Linked DNA regions of Mus musculus: all the other regions are linked to region 3. The links are chromatin contacts, called in public HiChIP or PLAC-seq and promoter capture Hi-C maps. All regions are on one chromosome and are shown on one strand. The core of a region is the stretch at or near the end of the contact, and the rest is flanking DNA. Distances in the headings are between cores, read along the strand shown. Region 1 overlaps Xkr6 (X-linked Kx blood group related 6). Region 2 holds the start of Pinx1 (PIN2/TERF1 interacting, telomerase inhibitor 1). Region 3 holds the start of Xkr6 (X-linked Kx blood group related 6).

The links. HiChIP or PLAC-seq counts read pairs in DNA pulled down with a chosen protein or histone mark. Capture Hi-C pulls out chosen DNA fragments and counts their contacts.
Region 1: an H3K4me3 HiChIP or PLAC-seq map of forebrain shows a contact between it and region 3, with 4 times the contacts expected there. The contact joins the enhancer-like site here to the promoter of Xkr6 in region 3. A contact is called at or near these places in 5 of 39 promoter capture datasets (the 3T3-L1 cell line, 3T3-L1-derived adipocytes, the HPC-7 cell line and 2 more), 8 of 484 Hi-C or Micro-C datasets (the N1E-115 cell line, cerebellar granule neurons, cerebellum and 5 more), 11 of 115 datasets of contacts at active chromatin or transcription factors (embryonic basal ganglia, embryonic forebrain, embryonic hindbrain and 6 more) and 3 of 9 other capture datasets (embryonic stem cells, liver and pancreatic islet).
Region 2: a contact with region 3 is called in a promoter capture Hi-C map of pancreatic islet. The contact joins the promoter of Pinx1 here to the promoter of Xkr6 in region 3. A contact is called at or near these places in 2 of 39 promoter capture datasets (embryonic stem cells and hippocampal neurons), 3 of 484 Hi-C or Micro-C datasets (cerebellum and embryonic stem cells) and 1 of 9 other capture datasets (pancreatic islet).

What each region holds. Positions count from the first base shown.
Region 1 is chr14:63,755,093-63,759,207 of GRCm38.p6, forward strand. All of the region lies in intron 1 of Xkr6 (X-linked Kx blood group related 6), which reads left to right. Among named protein-coding and RNA genes, the nearest start is that of Gm36218, 16 kb to the left of the region's middle. Within about 2 kb of position 1,354, at least 35 of the 459 cell types and tissues checked have an H3K27ac peak or open chromatin away from gene starts, as enhancers often do. A contact at or near this core is called in cerebellar granule neurons, cerebellum, cerebral cortex and 4 more, where this site is marked.
Region 2 is chr14:63,858,388-63,862,428 of GRCm38.p6, forward strand. It overlaps Pinx1 (PIN2/TERF1 interacting, telomerase inhibitor 1), which reads left to right and starts at 1,925. Exons shown (of 7, transcript NM_028228.3): 1 at 1,925-2,060. The coding sequence starts at 2,042.
Region 3 is chr14:63,604,232-63,608,216 of GRCm38.p6, forward strand. Xkr6 (X-linked Kx blood group related 6) reads left to right here and starts at 2,299. Exons shown (of 3, transcript NM_173393.2): 1 at 2,299-3,053. The coding sequence starts at 2,299. Gm15918 (predicted gene 15918) reads right to left here and starts at 3,488. Exons shown (of 2, transcript NR_167937.1): 1 at 2,728-3,488.

The DNA of each region.
Region 1 (4,115 bases), core at 104-2,603, 150 kb after region 3:
GGGGTGGTTTCCCTTCTGTGGCTATTCTGCTGGTTAAGAGGAGCCTTCCAGGTATGAGTGAAGGGTAGACACTTGATGGCCACCAGCTTCTGAACCTCAGCACAGTCAGGCAAAGGTGACAGAAAAGCACTCAGAGTTACTGATCATGTTGCCAGTCACAGATTTAATTCCCGGAGCAGCTGTGACCCGGTGGTGGTCAGACATGAACACAGTACAGAGCATCCTCTACCAGAACTCTGGCCAGAACTCTTTCTGTGGGTATCCCACTAACCCTGAGTTCTGAGATAGCCAGACCTCACTGACTTCAAGCCCAAATCCTCCTGAGTCACACAAGAGCTTAAAACTGCAGAAGATACAGCTGAGTCATTCTTCAGGAGAGGAGACAAGACCAGACTGGGGATTGGCTCTACAGAGATTGTCCCTGCAGGTGAAATGACATCTCAAACTGAATCAGGATTGATTGAAGTTGGAGTGGATTTCCCCAGGGGCTTGGTACTTAGGGCCCACTGCCGTGTGAGTGCATGGCACTGGTGTGGGTGCTTTGCTTGTGAGTATGGGCAAAGGGTTGGAAATTTATACCCAGAGGCCAAAAAAAAAAAAGGTATTCAGGTCCCAGCCAAGGGGGTGTGGTATCTAGTGAGGTCAGGTAAATGAAGTGTGGAGTAGTTTCTAGAACCTGTGATATGGATGACTGGGGCTTTGCTGACCTGGGCTCAGCAGCGGCAGGATTCACTCTGGGAATCACACTCAGTGACGGAGGCTGCCTGTGATTCTGTGTAGCTGAACCAAACGAGGAAGGGCACCTTTGAAAAAGCTGGGCCGTCAGATGGTTGCAATTTGTGGGGAAACGTTCTAGAAGGGCATGTGGTGGTTTGAATAGGTCAGGGGTCCAGTGTGCTTGGGGCTAGGGTTGCAAAACAACAAGGATGAGACAAGGCTGAGTCAAGAGGCCAGGAGCAGAGCAGGGAGGAGATTCAGAAGGCAGCTTTTGCTTTTATCCTGCTACACCCATCCATTGTCTCCTGCATCAGTATCATAGGAGCAGGGTCCCTGATCTCAGCACCATACAGGGTGTCATCACAATCTTCCTGAGGATGTATGCCCTAGGCTGCCTCACCAACCCACCAGCCACCCGACTGAGACAAGCATCCGAGCTCACAGATGGAGGAGCTGCCCAGGAGTGTAGTATGGCTGGCCTTCTGCCTTCCCCTCCTCGCCAGCTCTTTCTCGGCCTGCCTTTCTTACCTCCCCCTCCATGACGTCACCTCTCGCCACTACCCTCGAGTCCCCATGCCCTGGCTTCCCACTTGCCGGGCTGCTGCTGCAAGTGGTAGGTGCTGATTAAGACGGATGGCTTGGTAAGAGGCATTGGATGTGACTGGAATAGAAAGCAGCACAGCTTCGCCTGGATGCAAGGGCGCACGGCCAGTAAATGGCGTCACTTGGGAGATGACTTTACTACTGGAGCTTAGCCTTAAAATAGCAAGCATCCTCCATTCCATTTCAGTTGCTATTTATATAAATGTACATACACATATGTACATTGAAAAATAATAGCCCCTCTGTTTCCCAGTTCCTCCTTCCTTTTCCTTGTTATTTCCAGCAGAGGTCAGACGTTTATTCTCCCAAGACATGTAAAGAACCTTTAGACCCCGGGAAATGCAGTTGCTCTGTGACCTTCCAAGGTGGTTGGTCACCTCGGGTTGCCATGGGGGTTGGTTTGTTCCATCAGAAACTTAATGAAATTATGAGGCTCTGTTTGGTAATGTTTTCCTGTGTCTTGAGGGGTACCCAGAGGACCAACACTGTCTCCCATCTCCTATGTCACAGTTGCAGTGGGAAGAGCTCCCTTGGAGACGTTCACTCCAGATGCAGAACTGGCTTGGTGCACAGTCACTTCATGATAGCAGGATGGAGGAGGTCAAGGGATTTGTTCAAGGTTAATGACAAATGAAGGTTTCTAGATCCAGATCCATTTCTTGGTGTTTACTCATGTCTCCCTCTATGATGGAATGGGAGAGAGGAGAATGCCTTTGACGTTACTAGGTTCACTTAAAGCCTCACAGGCAGTTGCTGGTTCAAGGTCAAGGTCAAACCCTGATTTTCTCATGATACAATGAAGTGGAGACCTTGGTTAAAGGCACCCCATGTAGTGTTTCAAAGGGGCACATTTGTCCCTCTGCATGAACCATATGTTAAGGGCTTACTAAAGATAAGAGCCTTGGCTGAGTCAGGGGATGGATTTTCAGATCCATGGATTTTTTGTTCTAATAATTAGCCTTTAAAATCTATTGGCACTAAATCTCTCTCTCTCTCTCTCTCTCTCTCTCTCTCTCTCTCTCTCTCTCTGTGTGTGTGTGTGTGTGTGTGTGAGAGAGAGAGAGAGAGAGAGTCACACAGAAGTAGGCAGACAAAAAGATAGAATATGAATTTATTGTTAAATCATGCTATAGGTTTTACCACCATCTATTAATTTTTGTAACCTCTGTTAAAAATAATTGACAGCTGAACAGCAACAGGCTGGAAGATGGTGATGTCATCTCTGCTATTTATAGAGTTTCCATCCCCTGCAGAGCACAGATCTTGATATTTAGACTGTGAAGGCCTGTGGGTAGGATTCATGCCCAGTTCTGTGTTTCCTGCTGTATCTGTCACATGGCTGTCTTATGACATCCATTCTCAACCACCTGTTTATAGACAGGAAATTAAAATCTGATCCAGGGACTCAGTGGAGATGCGAGTTGTCCAGTTCTGTTCTCTTAGTTTATTTTTTCCCATCAAACGTCATCCATTCTGTATATTTGGAAGCAAAACTGGAGAAGGTGTGTTTGAGCCAATTCCAGTCCAGGTGCATGGCAAAGAACAAACAAGGAGAATGCTGTCTTGCCCAGAATGGGAGTCCAGGAGAGAGTATGGAGACAGATCACTGAAGGCAGACTGTGTACCTACACCTTTAATGACACTTGTATTAGAAATCATGTTTCCAGGCATGTTTGTATCTGAGGTACTCTTGGCTGCCCACTCAAGTGCATTGGGAACCCTGCCTGAACTTGGAACATTCTTGTGTAGAATGCTTCCTGGAGTGGTATTTCTTATGCTGACTCAAGTTGTCCCATCACAAATTCAGACTCTGAACAACTCTGAGGACACCTAAAACACAGACACAGCTTGTTTTGACACTAACATCCAAATCAACACTGAACCAGAACCAGCTTCTTTGTGTTGCCTTTGGATTATAATGGTCCCTAGGCCAGCCTAAGAGAGATGATCAAGGAAGGAACTAACTAGAATTTCAAAGGCAAAGAGGAAGTGATCTCACTCAGAGTAAGGACTGACAACAGTCTGAGCCATAGTCCATGTGACTATAGAAAGCTATTGTGTGGACCAGAGAAGAATTTTAGAAGCATGGCCAGTCAGCACATGTCTTCCCTACAGAGAATCTACAGTGCTGATGGAGAAAAATTTCAGGACCACGGCTAGTACCTCCTGTGATCCTGAAGTGGAGGCTGAGACTGGATGGCTACTGAATTCTGCCAGAGCAAGGTTTCAGATCAGACAGGGAAGCAGGCTGCCTCAACCATTTCTTCATGTGGCATCGATAAAAGTACTTCCCACTCATAAGGGATAGGTTTTTTGGAAAGAGTTGGCATGGTCTAGAATCCCCTGGGAGATTGGCTTCTGGGCATGCCTGATGAGAATTTTTCTTGATCAGACTATTTTATTATATATATATATATATATATATAATATTATATATAATATATATTTATTATAGTCTGATATATATTATATTATATTATATTATATTATATATTATATATCAGACTATTTTATAATATATATATTATATATATATAATATATATATATATTATATATATATAATGGGAAGATCAACACAGTTTTGGAGCTGGGGTCCTGGACTGTATGAATGGAGAAGAACAGCATCAGTGTGAATCCATAGCTCTCTGCTTCCTCGGAATAGATGTGATGTGACCAGCTTGCTTTAGGTTCCTACTACCTCGACTGCCCTGCCAGTGTGGACTGTACCATCAAACCATGATCGAAATAAACCCTTTACCCTTTTAAGTTGTTTTTGTCAGAGTCTTTTACTAA
Region 2 (4,041 bases), core at 675-3,174, 250 kb after region 3:
ACCTCTGATGTTTCAAAAAAGTCACCTTGAATCGGGAATTCCACTCGGGAATTCCACTCAGCACAGTCTTTCTTCCTGGGAACAGCACACCATGGCTAGCTCTAGGAAAGGATACGGCGACCCCTTGCTCAGTCAGGTTCAGGCTACACATGGCTGAATTCCGAGCCCCATTAGCCAATATTAATAATGAAAGAGGAATGACGGTAGAAGGCACAAATGAATCATGTCAACCTGCTCTCTTCCCGGAGAATCACTGAGGATTTAGCAGAGAGCAGGAGTTTCACTCTCACAGCTACAGAATATTTTTTACATAATGCATGCTAAACTTCACACTGACAGTCTCAGGAACTTTTCCGGTTGCCTTTTATTTCTACAATGATTAAATAATTTACTAGCTTACTTTTTTTTTTTTTAATCACCAAGACTAGTTTCTGCTCTAGGCAAAGCCAGGATAGAAACAGGTTCCATACAGTGCCCTAATAAACTTGCTTCAGACTCCAGGGCTGCGTGGATTGCATACTTTCCTTTCTGTCCTCTCCACACTTGCTCCTCCAATTCTTCTTAAACTGGGGTTAATGGACAATAGAAGTTTACGATGCTCCCCAAAGATGTTTTCAAACAAACAAAGGACAAAGACTTTCAAAGGTAGCTGATGCTGTGATCCAGGGACACTCACCAGGAATTCTACTCTTTGGTGAATCTGCCTTGTCCTGTAAAGATCTTTTAGAGAGGAGTGAGGGGTCATACATCAAAGCTGGTGTCCTCACTGAATGTGAGGAAATGCTCCTGTGTGCCCTCCTTCTTTAAAGCTCACCGTTTACCTGGGCTTGGGCTTGGTTATCTAGAACAGGAACCCTGGCCCAGGGAAAGGGAAAGGATTTGGGGCAAAGCCCAGATATCCTAAGTAGGTGATTTGGTCAGACCCAGCCCCATTGCCACACGGTCACATTTACTGCCTCTTCTTTCTTGTTAATAATTGGTGGTCAAGTACACAATCATTCTTGGCTGGGGGCTATCAATGTCCTCATCTTACAGGTAGGTAAACGTGACAGTCATGCCTGATTCTCAGGTCCTCCAGCACAGCCCTATTTCACCAGCACACTGCATCATAGAAGAGTTGCCCTGAGTGCATCGGGGGTCTACATGGTATCTTGTTAGGTCTGATGAAAAATGGATGTGACCTTCCTAAGGAAAGACAAAACGAGGGAAGAAGAGCCTTTGGAAGGTAAGGGCACTGGCCGGTGCTGAAGGCATGGCTAAACAAAGAAGATTTGAGAAAAGCTAAGGTCTATTTGGAAGTCGAAGCCTTGACAAAGAAAGGGACGTTGAAGGGAGAGGCTAGAGGAAAAAAGGGCAAATAAACAGCGTGGGAGATAGCTGAGGTCACACCTTTGGAGGAGACAGGACAGCAAAAAGAGGGAACAGAATGTGACAGGACGCATTGAGCAAAAATGCCAGGGAGAGCGATGGAACTGGGAAAGGCCTCTGGGATTTAAGTCTGTCACAGCGAAGACCACGAAAGAGTTAACATTTCTCGGCCGGCCGTTAAGCACAAAACCACGGTGTTTCATTTGACTTTGCCAGCTAGGTGGCTGTTTCTGCCTTCTCTCCCTCCCTCCCTCCTCTCTCAGCATCCCACAATGGGCAGAGGTAGAGTGTGAAGAGCATAGGTCCCTTCCAGTGCCAATACCTTCCTCTTCGGCCGTCTCTCCAGCTCTTTAAATGTACCCATGGTTCACAGAACCCCGGACAACTCTAAGGTTGCTTGCACACCCGCTTTCAGAGTTAAACTGCGAACTGCGCACGAACCAGCTCTGCCCCAGCCCTAGAAAGAATCTGTGCCTCAGTCCCCCAAGGCGGGTCCGCCCCTCCGCTTCATGCAGTTGGTAGCGAGTCGCGCGTGGTGACGTCAGTAGTACGCGCCCCAGCGAAGCTCTCCACCCGGCGTGCTTTCCGAGCCGGCTTCTTCCTTAACCGCGCTTCAGGTTCCTCATAACCGCTGGGCGTCAGGCCAGAGGCAGCGTTCGACAAACTTGAGACAATGTCGATGCTAGCAGAGCGTGAGTGTCTGCCGAGCTGGACGACCGGGTGATGGGATGACGGGGGCGCGGGTGTTCAGGCCCGAGTGGGGACAGCAGTGACTGCCGGGCCCGCGAGGGACAGAGAACAGCAACGTCCCGCAGACTCAGTTCCTGGTACTAAAGGCTCGGGTCGTGCGCGCACGCGTGCATTCCGACATTCAGGACACCGAGTCTCAGACTGTTGTTCCTGGAGATTCTTTCACTTTTCCAGGCTCGAACCAAGTGTCCTGGGGTTTCACAAAGATAGGTCCCATAGCATCGCTTCAGGCCCTGAATTCCAACTGTCCAAAATGTATTGGACCCAGAGGAAAAAAGCAGAAGGATTACAAGTGTCAGGCAGTGATAAGTTCTTGACCGGAGTGCAGGCTGATGAATGGTTTTAATCGAGACTGAGAGATAGTAGCTGTGGTTAGCCTCTGAAGTCCACTAATTCCCTCCCCAGAAGCTACTTTGTTCCTGAATGAGACTACGTGTAGCTATGGATTCTTGCCACCAGTTGGCAGTCGTGTGATGCTCACAAAGAACTGGCTTTTAACTTTTCCTGGAAGTTGTGTAGCTATCAAAGAACATAAACATATTATTTTCTTTTTTAAAAGATGCCATCGTGTCTATCGGGCAGTGGTGGCGAACTCCTTTAACCCCAGCCCTCGGGAGGCAGAGGCAGGCGAATTTCTGAGTTCGAGGCCAGTCTGGTCTACAGAGTGAGTTCCAGGATAGCCAGGGCTACACAGAGAAACCCTGTCTCGAAAAAACAAAACAAACAAACAAAAAAAGTCACTGTGGCGTTTTAGAACAAAGCATGTTTTAGTGGAGCACACTGCTTTTCCTGAAGGCAGCTCAATAGGTTATAGACTGGAAACTGCTCTTTCTAGGTAGATCCCTCTTCCTGGCAGTTCACCTGGTCTCTACTTCCATGAAAATGAACTAGTCTCTGCCTCACCCAGGCTTTAAAGATTTTAGTGAGGTAACTGGATGAATCTAGTTTGGAATGTCAGTGGTATACAGGATGAACAAGTGACCTGACAGCCAGTTCTTTATGCAGCAGGGCAGTGCATCTTGGGTCAGTATGTGACAGGGATGCCTTTCTTAGGGGAGAGGCGGGCTCCTTACAAACCTTGGTCAGCAACCCTTGGCAGGCATTCTCCACACATGGGTCTGACACACACATGCAGAGCACTGGTTAATATGGCTGTCTTTGCTGTGCTCATGAGCAAGACAGTGTTGTGCTGAGTATATTATATACCAGGTTGTTGAGCTGGTATCTATGGAACAAGTTTTTGGATCAGCTTTCCCTCCCCAGGTATAGCACTGCAAATTTGAATCCACAACTCAGTTTGCTTTGTGGTGCCCTCCCCCACCCCCGGCCTGCATGCTTATAGTGTTTCTTGGTTTTGCTGGGGTGTTTATAGATAAGGATCCCTACTGATTTTACGTGCAACACAGTGAGCTCTTTTGAGTAGATGTTGTGATCTTTTTCAGTTTTGAGGCCATTGATGTTAGTGTGCTTCAATGAATGCCATGGGTTAGCAGTAATGACATTCAATCTCCGGATTTCTTACTTGGCCTCACCTTTAGGTTCAGATTCATGTTCTATTGACCTAGTGGGTCATAGTTTTTCCTCAAATTTGTAATAGTGAAGCCAGATGTGATGGCTCATGCCTGTGATCCCTGCCAAGTGGTGGAGGATGGTTACCAGTTCAAGGCCACCCTAGGCTACAGAGCCCGACTGTCTCAGATAGCAGACAATAAAGCTACAGTGATAAGCTTGAGTTCTTAGGGACCAGTTATTTATATTCATTTCGGAGAAAGCTTTACCTGAAACCCAGGGCCGTTCCCCTTATTTCAGCTATTCATTCCTTTTTCCTTTCTTCCTTTACTTCTCTCCTACCAGACTCCTTTATGTATCCATGCATCCTTATCAGGTGCCACTATGGACAGAGTGTTTTTTATCTTCCTTGTA
Region 3 (3,985 bases), core at 1,049-3,548:
AATAACACAGGCAGTTAGTTACCATTTGTTTACTGCCTATGAGGTATCATGTTGGAAGCTTTAAATAGATTATTACTGAGCACAGTTTCAAAGAAAGCATATATTCCATGATATGAAGACATCAACTGAGGTTTAAAGAGATTATCTGGTTTATGTTATTCACATACCACTTTAATGGAACAAGAATTCATGTCTGAGCAACTGTGTGCAACCCATGGTTTAAGATGTTATTTCACTGCTGTTCCTTTTTTCTTTTTGAAAAGATTTATTTTTATGTGCATTTATGTCTGCATGAGGATGCCAGGTCCCCTGAAACTTGGATTAGAGACAGTTGTGAGTTGCCATGTGGGTGTTGAGAAGGGAACCAAGGTCCTCTGGAGGAGCAGCCAGTGCTCTTAACCTGTGAGCCATTTCTCCAGCCCCCAAGGTGTTGTTTCAACTCCAGCAAAGAAACAGTCTTTCACCTATATGCAGAAATAATATTTTACCTGTTAGTGCTGTTTTATTACCATAGAAAGTAAAAGGATTAAACTATAGCAAAAAGTAAAAGATGCAGTTATATGATTTCTTTCACAAAGTAGATTTTAGAATCACTTTCTGTAATGTATGGGTAAAATTCTTTACATAGTTTTTCAGTTTTTATACATTTTATCTTGGCATGATATACTCATGAAAACTTGTGTTCTGCAATAGGGTATTCTCTTCTTTCCCAGTCACTCTAGAAACTGAAGTAGATCCTATAGGGTTAAATGTCATAAGTTGTCAAAGTAGTTTTTTTCTTCAGAACCTCAATGCTATAAACATATTACCTATTTGTCTTGTTAGCATTCCAAAAAAAACAAAACAAAAAACAAAACAAAAAAACCCATTATTGCCATTCTTAGATTACTGAAAAAAATTGGATAAAAACAATCTACAGAGGTTGATGAGAAAATTCCAGTGTTTTCTTTTTCACTTTTTCTTTAAAATACTTCTTTAAAATAACTCATCAATAACAACTAAGTAGTTTGCTGTCTTCCACTGAAAGAGCATTGTAATTCAAATCCATTCAGTGCTGCCTCATTTATACAATTTGTTAGTGAAGCTCAAATACTCTGCACCTATTTTAATGATATAGCACATTAATAACATTTTCACTCATTTAAAGCCATGTTTACTAACAGAGCCTTAGCACCCCCCAAAACACTGGCAAAGACAAGTTTCACACATTCAAATTGCCTGAACAAGTAATTGATACATACAGCTTAAAGCTTTTTTTTTTTTTTTTTTTTTTTTTTTCCCAAATGAAGGTCTTTAGAGAGTTTTAAAATCACGCTAAAACAAACAAAAAAAAGTAGGTAAAAACATGTTTGACTGTGCAGAAAACACTCAAGGTCACAAGATGCCCATTTAGTTCTTGCTACAACAGGAAAGAGGCAACCAGGCTGATTTCTAGCTAAATTTTGCCTAGAATTTTCTTGAGGGAAAGTTGGAAACTTTATTACAAAATATGGGAAAGTTATCAAGTGACAGGAAAATTAGGGGGTCAATAAAGATGAAAGATGTCTAAACAGAAGTGAGAATCAGTAAGTTTGTGGACTCTTATTGACTTATGTCATTATTTTTAGAGCCCCTCAAAATAAGAAACTAACACGGATGAAGGGGGGGTTATCCAGCCAGAGGTGAGACACAGCCATTTTGGTGGGGGGGAGGGGGGTGTCTAACTACACAATGAGGTCATCCTATCTCCCGGAAGTGACAAGTAATCACCTGCTTTTCACTAGCTCCTCCCCTTCCCTCAAAGGTCCCGCCCCTCTGCCCGCAGCCGGGAGGGTGTTAGGGGGCGTTTCTCCCAGAGCAAAGCTGAGAGCTGCGACGCAGAGGAAGGGGACCCCAAAACGTCTGGCACTGCCTCCTCCAGGGAACACTTTGGACCGTCTCACTCAACCCAGCGGGATTCTGAAACGCCGAGGGGTCAACCTGATGGGTTTCGGGGTCAACGGAAGAGGGGACGGGGAGCCCTGGCGGGGAGAACCCCCCGGCCCCCCGCCCAGCAGCTGAGGCACAGGAGGGCGGCCATCTTGGCCGGTAGGGTAGGGCCAGGAGGCTGCGGGCGCCGTGCGATTGGGGGGCTCGCCCGGAAGTGACGCCGCCCGCCCGGAAGCGGAGGGGGTTCCCTGGCCCACTCCCCCCGTTCGTCTGCTCCCCGCTTCCTCCCCGCCCCCCTTCCTCTCCATTCGTTCCCCCCCTCCCCGGTCCCTGCCTTCTCCCCCCACCCGTCCCTCCCCCCCAACCTCCGGAGCTGGGAAGAGAGTCAAGATGGCGGCGAAATCCGATGGCGGTGGCGTGGGGGTGGGCTTCGCCCAGCTGCACAACCTGGACGAGGCGGTGGGCAGCGGCGAGGAGGACGGGGAGCCCGGGGGAGGCGGCTGCGGCGGCGGCGACGGCAGCGAGCCCGGCGAGAGCAGCTCGCTGCACATCTGCCACTGCTGCAACACCTCCTCGTGCTACTGGGGCTGCCGCTCCGCCTGCCTGCGCTCGCTGCTGGGCAAGAAGCCGCGCCGCAGCGCCGCCGCCGCCGACGGGGGGGACCAGCCGCTGCAGCCGCCCGGGGCCGCCGGCCGCCACCCCCCGACGCCCTCGGCCGGCCGACCGCAGCCCGCGTCGCCGCAGGTGGAGCGGCCGTGGCTTGACTGCCTGTGGATCGTGCTCGCGCTGCTGGTGTTCTTCGGGGACGTGGGTACCGACCTGTGGCTGGCCCTCGACTACTACCGCAAGGGGGACTACGGCTGCTTCGGGCTGACCCTGTTCTTCGTGCTGGTGCCGTCGCTGCTGGTGCAGAGCCTGAGCTTCCGCTGGTTCGTGCAGGACTACACGGGCGGCGGGCTAGGCGCCGTGGAGGGGCTCAGCAGCCGGGGACCCCCAATGATGGGGGCCGGCTACGGCCACGGCGCGGCCCGCGGCGGCCCGGGTGCGGGGGGCTCGGCCACCCCGGGGGCGCAGCGTCTGTGCCGCCTCTCCGTGTGGATCTGGCAGTCGGTCATCCACCTGCTGCAGATGGGGCAGGTGTGGAGGTAAGAGCACTGCGGGCTGGGGGCGGGGGCTGCGGCCGCGCGCGGGCCCCTCGGACAGTCTGGGCTAGGTTGAGCCGGGGGTAGCCGTGCGCTGTCTTAGCATCTCGGGACGGTCTATAGGTTGCCTGGCCACGCCTTTTGGCCCGGGGGAGGCCCTAGGTCCTGCTGTTTGTCCATCTCCGTCCCTGGGTTGCACTTGGAGAAGACCCTGCCTCTACCCTCCCGCCTCTCCTCTGCAGACCTCCATCCTGGTTGCCCCCTTTCCCCCCCCCGCTGTGTCCCAAGGTAACTGGCGCTCGTTTGCATCCTGGAGGAGACCTGGCCTCCTTCAGCCGGTTGCACTTGGCCTTCCCCCCTACCCCCATCCTCCCCGAGGGACATTTCCTCCCCCCCCCCACTCCTGTTTTCTCTCTGCAGTGGCCGGTGTGGGGCCCTGTGGAAAAACCCTAGCTGCCTCTCCTTAAAGCACTCCTTCCTTTCACGCCCCTCCTCCTCCTGCAGCCCCAGCCCCTGCAAACACCGCTGCTCCACACCGCTGCCCTCCTTGAAGGAAAAAAAATGACTTTTTTTTTCTTTCCGGAATAGATGTGCCCTTTTCGCAGTGACAGGGAAAAAAAATGAGATGGTATCTAGTGGCAGCAAGCGTTTGCTGTTAACTCTCACCTCTGGAAAATCACTGAGCCACTTGAGCACCTATTTCTGTTTTTAACGGCCAGGCCTCTGTGTGGTTTGTGTTTACATCCAAGATGCAAGCTTGGCCTCAAGGCCCTTTCCCCTGCTTCTGTAAAGTCCTCGTGTGTCAGGTTGATCTCTCAAAACCACTCACCAAGGAACCTTGTCTGCCTCACTGTCTAAGCACATAGAGTACCTCACTGACTAGCTACCCCACCTTCTACCTCATTAACTGTCCACCTCGCTGACTGATTGCTTCA